2 separate regions of the Mus musculus genome follow, and region 2 is linked to region 1. A link is a contact called in public Hi-C data. All regions are on one chromosome and are shown on one strand. The core of a region is the stretch at or near the end of the contact, and the rest is flanking DNA. Distances in the headings are between cores, read along the strand shown.

Evidence for each region. A called contact is a pair of places that touch in the nucleus more often than the background predicts.
Region 2: a contact with region 1 is called in a Hi-C map of Sertoli cells, with 4 times the contacts expected there. The contact joins the promoter of App here to the enhancer-like site in region 1. A contact is called at or near these places in 14 of 39 promoter capture datasets (the 3T3-L1 cell line, the SN4741 cell line, cranial neural crest and 9 more), 1 of 15 datasets of contacts at CTCF or cohesin (pro-B cells), 26 of 484 Hi-C or Micro-C datasets (the C2C12 cell line, the HL-1 cell line, the N1E-115 cell line and 20 more), 18 of 115 datasets of contacts at active chromatin or transcription factors (acute myeloid leukemia, bone marrow-derived dendritic cells, bone marrow-derived macrophages and 14 more) and 3 of 9 other capture datasets (adipose tissue, liver and pancreatic islet).

Annotation. Positions count from the first base shown.
Region 1 is chr16:85,045,815-85,048,523 of GRCm38.p6, reverse strand. All of the region lies in intron 6 of App (amyloid beta (A4) precursor protein), which reads left to right. Among named protein-coding and RNA genes, the nearest start is that of Gm10791, 75 kb to the right of the region's middle. Within about 2 kb of position 1,298, at least 7 of the 459 cell types and tissues checked have an H3K27ac peak or open chromatin away from gene starts, as enhancers often do. A contact at or near this core is called in Sertoli cells, where this site is marked.
Region 2 is chr16:85,172,405-85,175,198 of GRCm38.p6, reverse strand. App (amyloid beta (A4) precursor protein) reads left to right here and starts at 1,492. Exons shown (of 18, transcript NM_001198823.1): 1 at 1,492-1,697. The coding sequence starts at 1,641.

The DNA.
Region 1 (2,709 bases), core at 49-2,548:
ACCATCCCTGGTTTGACACTCCTACTATGTAAGCAGTGACATGTGGAGGAAACTCTTCTCTGATCGGGTGTTTCCTCTTCCAAAGGAATCCATTCTCCCTAATACACTGAGGTGAAAGGCAAACCCTGGTCATGGGACAGACTTTAAGTAGGAATGATGCTGTTCTCAGTTTGAATCTTAATTCTTCTCTGTTAGAGACTATGGAAGGAAGCCAGCCACTGTGGAAAGGTGGGCATGCCCTGTCTTCCTCAGACAGAAACGTGTTTCCAGACCCCAGCTCACTGGAAGTGTTCTTTTGTTCTCAAAAGTGTTGATGCCATCTCGAATGTCTTCCCAGGAAAACGCTGTGAAAAGTTAGGTTCCAAGTTTGCTTTAGTTCATTCCTTGATTTTTTAAAAATTTTTTTCAGCATTATTTTCAAAATAACAAAATAATAATAATATAATATGAAAATAAAAGCTGTAGTGTGGAAGTCGAAGAGGGCCACTAGAGGTCATATTTCTGAGAAGTGACGTTTTTATAGGTTTAAATATAAGAGAACTATTATCTCAGTATTGATTAAGGCAGAAGTGTTGTGGTGTTTTTAAAAACAGTTAATTGTATAGAGTAGGAAAAATATGTATTGGCAATCTGTTTAAAAACAGTTCATCTGTTATCTTTCTGTATTTTTTATTCTAAGACTCTTCTCATTTCCCACATGAACCAAACGTTTTCCAATTTTTACCAGTTCCTCCCCTCTCGTCCTAAGGTGCGACTGTGTCTCTATATTTTTAATATAACACATTTCAACTACATTTAATAAGTTAGTTGGGCATGGTGGCACACACCTGCAGTCTTTGAATTTGGGAATCAGACTGGAGGATTGATCATAGGGGTTTACTGTGTACATGAGCCACGTCATGTGACCTTGCTTCTCTAAACACAGGCTAGAAAGCCACACCCTCCCACACTCGCTACAGCCTTTCAAGGTGCTTAGCATCCTTTGCAGTTCTTCTCCAGGCACCTATGGCTTTCACTGAGCCTACACAGGAGAGAGGGGCGTGGCTGGTCAGAGAGAGAGAGAGAGAGAGGCGTGGCTGGTCATGGAGCGTACTTTGATGAAATTTTAGCACCATTTCTTGCCTTCTGTGTTTTGAGGATTTGGGCATGGAGACAGGAAATTTGAAACTTAAGGGGAAAGCTTTCTTTTTCTGGTAGCTTTCCATTCGTGCCTGTGTTTTCCTGGTGTGGCACTGTCAGATCCCTACTGGGCTGTGAAAACTAATTATTACTGTAGTGAGGAATTTTGGGAGTCATAACCACTACAGCTTGAAATACCAGTCGTGGGAGTTTTACCTAGAAAATAGCCAAATGCTACAATGTATTTATCTTCCCAGATACACACAATTTTTTAAAGCAAATTCTTCCATCTCATTCGGTTAGAAAAGAAAATATTTCCCCTATGACACAAGGTACGCCTTATCCTTACCCTGTTCTAGGTTTAAACGTGTTGAAAACATGTTGTGTGTCCAATTAACCACAGCTGACAGGAAGTCAAGGTTCTTGAAGCATCATAGTGGTCTCTGAGCTCGATTGCAGCAGTCTCAGGGGCACTGACTGGTGTAAAACCCATTTTACAGACCCATCTCCTTCAGGTGCTATTTTATAAGAAACCTTTCTGCATAGGGAGGTGTGAGAATCAGGTCAAGTGTAATTACAATGACAGAGAACTGCACATCTCAATACAAAGCCCAGCCAGCTTGAGGCTACCTGCTACACTGGGTCTCAATCTGGTGGTTGTGACCCCTTTGGGGTTTGAATAACTCTTTGACAGGGGTTGCCTAAGATGATTGGAAAACACAGATATTTGCATTGCGATTCATAACAGTGGCAAAGACTACAATATGAAATAGCAATGAAGATGTTAATGGTTGTAAATTTAATGGTAATAATTTTAATAGTAATTTTAATGTTGGGGGGTCACCATAACATGAAGAACTATGCTAAAGGTTGTAGCTTTCCATTAGGAATGCAGCCTTAGGAACACTGAGGACCATTGTGCTGGAGACTTCTATAAAAAATTCACACACATCGTCCTTCTGAGTCTATGACTTCAATAATGTGCACAGCTGCTCGTGTGATTTGCTGATATTTCAACCTGTATTTGGAACATGAGATTTCATCTCCAGCTTGCTGGCCTAATTTGCATGATTATATTTAGCACAACATGATTACTAGATAATAAATATTTGATCATTTATTTCCTGGTAAAGATTAATTTTCTTATCGTTTTTATGACTACTTGTTAGCATTCACAATGCATGATGAATGTGATTTCTGCTAGAAGTATGTGATTGTAGCATTGGAGTTAACACGTTCTTTAAAAAAGGAACCACTTGGGCTGGTGAGATGGCTCAGTGAGTAAGAGCACCCGACTGCTCTTCCGAAGGTCCGAAGTTCAAATCCCAGCAACCACATGGTGGCTCACAACCATCGGTAACAAGATCTGACTCCCTCTTCTGGTGTGTCTGAAGATAGCTACAGTGTACTTACATATAATAATAAATAAATCTTTAAAAAAAAAAAAAAAAGGAACCACTTTTCTAATGTGTTGTTTTAAATTTTGCTTCATCTATGAAAACCAAACGAATATTTACCTATAGAATATAGTTTTTGTTCAGATAAATTAGGCTCTTGGAATGTTGCTATATTGCAATTGTTAAATTTGTA
Region 2 (2,794 bases), core at 243-2,742, 130 kb before region 1:
GATTGGATTCCTTGCTGTGGGAAAGAAAGAGCGGGCCTTCTAGGTTGCTTTCTATTGCAGAGTTATAAAAAAATCACGATCCTAAGCAACTCGAGGACAGGGCTTATTAGCCTCACGCGTTCTGATCACAGTCTAACGCGAAGGGAACTCAGAGCAGGAACACAGGGCAGGAACCTGAAGCAGGAACTGGGCAGTGGCAGAAACTGCTTGTTGTTTTTTTCCCTCCTGGCTTCTTCAGCCTGCTTCCTTACACAAGCCAGGACCACCTGCTCAGGGCTGGTCTCCCACATCAACTAATAAGAAAGAATATGCCCCACAGGTTTGCCTGCATGTCAGTCTAATGGAGGCATGTCTCTCAATTTAGGTTCCCCCTTCCCAGATGACCAGAGCTCATGTCAAGTTATTAAAAAATTAAGCAGCAAACACATCAGGTAAAGGAAAAGGCTGTGGCCTCAGAAGCCAGGAATGCATTTGGTATTACCTTCATCTCCTTCCACTAGCCTAGGGAGAGCCAAAAGCTTGGCGTCTGAAGCCACATTAGGTCGGGAGGGTGGTGGTAGTGGGAGCATGTCTGGATGGGTCTAATGTAATTTTAACACTGGGAAGTTTGTGTTTAATCTAGGAGAAAATGGTTTTACGGAGGTTCATTTCACTGGATAAGGGCAGATCCAAAAAAAAAAAAAAAAAAAAAAATCGAGAGCAGAGTTCCAGGAAGAAGTCCTGGGTGATGGAGGTGGAGGAAAAAGAGCCATCACTCGGTATCTTTTCTGGCCTAACTTTGATCTCTTCCCCATCTTAGATTTTTACCTCCCTGCCTCCTTCAATCCCAGATGCCGGTCCCCTTCTCTGAAATTATCCACGTCAAGCAAATATGCAATGATAATACATTTAAAAACCCACTTCCCATCTCCAAACACGGAGAAAAATGGGTCATTCTGCATCCTGTGCCCTTCTCTGGTACATTCTAAAGACAAAAATTCCAGATTGCAGTGGCGTGAAGGGTGACCTCCTACCAAAAGAAAAAGAAAATAGAAAAAAAAAAAATCCTGTTTCTTTTGCTAATGTTCTCGGCCTCGCTCCACCTCTCCAAATAGAGAGAACGAACTGCGGATAAAAATGCACGCATCGCAGCCTTAGCTCCTCAACCACATTTGGGAGAGGCCTGCGGGGTCGGGTGACTCAAGCTCGCGCGGGGACGAGCCGAGAGCGCTCCCGACTTCCCTGGAACCTTAACGTCCTACGGTTCACCTTCTCCCGATTGCGGGGTCCTCTCCCTGACCCAGATCACTCCCCAACTTGGTTCCCAGACCCCATCGGGAGCGCGGCTCCCCTTAGCCCAAGACGCCGCACCTGTGGGCTCTGGGTCGCCTCCCGCTGCGCTCGGGCGCAGCTCCCCGAGGCTCCGCTAGGGGTCTCTGTCGGGTGGCGAGCCGGGTGGGCGGGATCAGCTGACTCTGCCGGCTGCGAGCCCCGCCGCCTCGCTCCAGCTCTGTCAGTTTCCTCGGCGGCGGGAGGCGAGAGCACCGGGAGCAGAGCGAGCGCGGGGCCACCGGAGACGGCGGCGGCGGCGCGGACACAGCCAGGGCGCGGCGGATCTTCCACTCGCACACGGAGCACTCGGTGGCCCACGCAGGATCACGATGCTGCCCAGCTTGGCACTGCTCCTGCTGGCCGCCTGGACGGTTCGGGCTCTGGAGGTGGGTGCCGCGCCTTGGGAACGAGACTGGGGAGGCGGGCGCCGGGAGGACGCGATCCTCCCCACCGAGGAGCTTGAATCTCGAGACGTGGGGGGCTGTCACGGGTAGACCGCTCCTCGCCGCCCCCGCCTGCGGGCGCCCTGCGCTTCGGCGGCTCTGGCCCAACCCTGCCCGGGGACGCGCTGCCCGAGCGATGAAGAGGGAATGGGTTAGGGCGCTGGGGTCCCCATATCCGTGCCAGCCTAGGGCTGGAAGGCGAGGGGACGAGCCTGAACGCAGACCCTGACTCCTCCCTGCGTTGAGAGCTGGACTCCGGGATGCGAGAGACACCCAGTTCGAGGGGGAAGGGACACGTGTGGAAAACCGAAAGCGTAGCGTCTCAGGATTCAGTGCCCTGCGAGGAAATCGCCGCCCTTCCCCTTCCTTGGGGTCCTGGGTTGGAATGGGGGCAGCTCTGGATGCTGGGGAGCGCCTGGCTCACACTCCCTTCCCACCCCCGCCTGTCTTGACTGCGAAGCTGGGCTTTGCTCCTGGCGGCCGCGGGCGGCGGCTGCCTGCGCAGCGACCCTCTCCCGAGTCGGTGCGGGGTCGCGCACCGCCGCCTTCCTTTTGCAAACTTTGTGCATTTTCGTGTCTCCCTTTTGTGTAAGTTCCAAGTGATGGGAGGGATCGGAAAGTGCGGCCACCCGGCACCGTCCCTCAACCTGGACGTCCAGGACTCTTCAGTGCACCTCCAGTTTCTCCCTGAGTCTGAGAAGGTCCCCGGGAACAAAAGCCGCGACACCCCGCCCTCGCCGTCCAGGGCGCGGTGGCGGAGCCCTGGTAGTTGGTGCGCCACCGCCGTTCCTTTCCCCGAGCTGCGCGTCTGCCCCCGAGGGCCTAGAGGTGCTGCTAGGGCCCCGCGGTCTCCCACCCCCGCATCACCACCACCTACTGGCAATCCTGTGAGGGACTGCAAAGTCCTGAGAGAGAGAGAGAGAGAGAGAGAGAGAGAGAGAGAGAGAGAGAGAGAGAGAGAGAGAGAGAGAGCGAGCCGGGAGTGAGGCGTGCGTCTGGGAAGGGCAGTGCCTGGTGGTGGGGAGGCTGAGGCTCCAGGG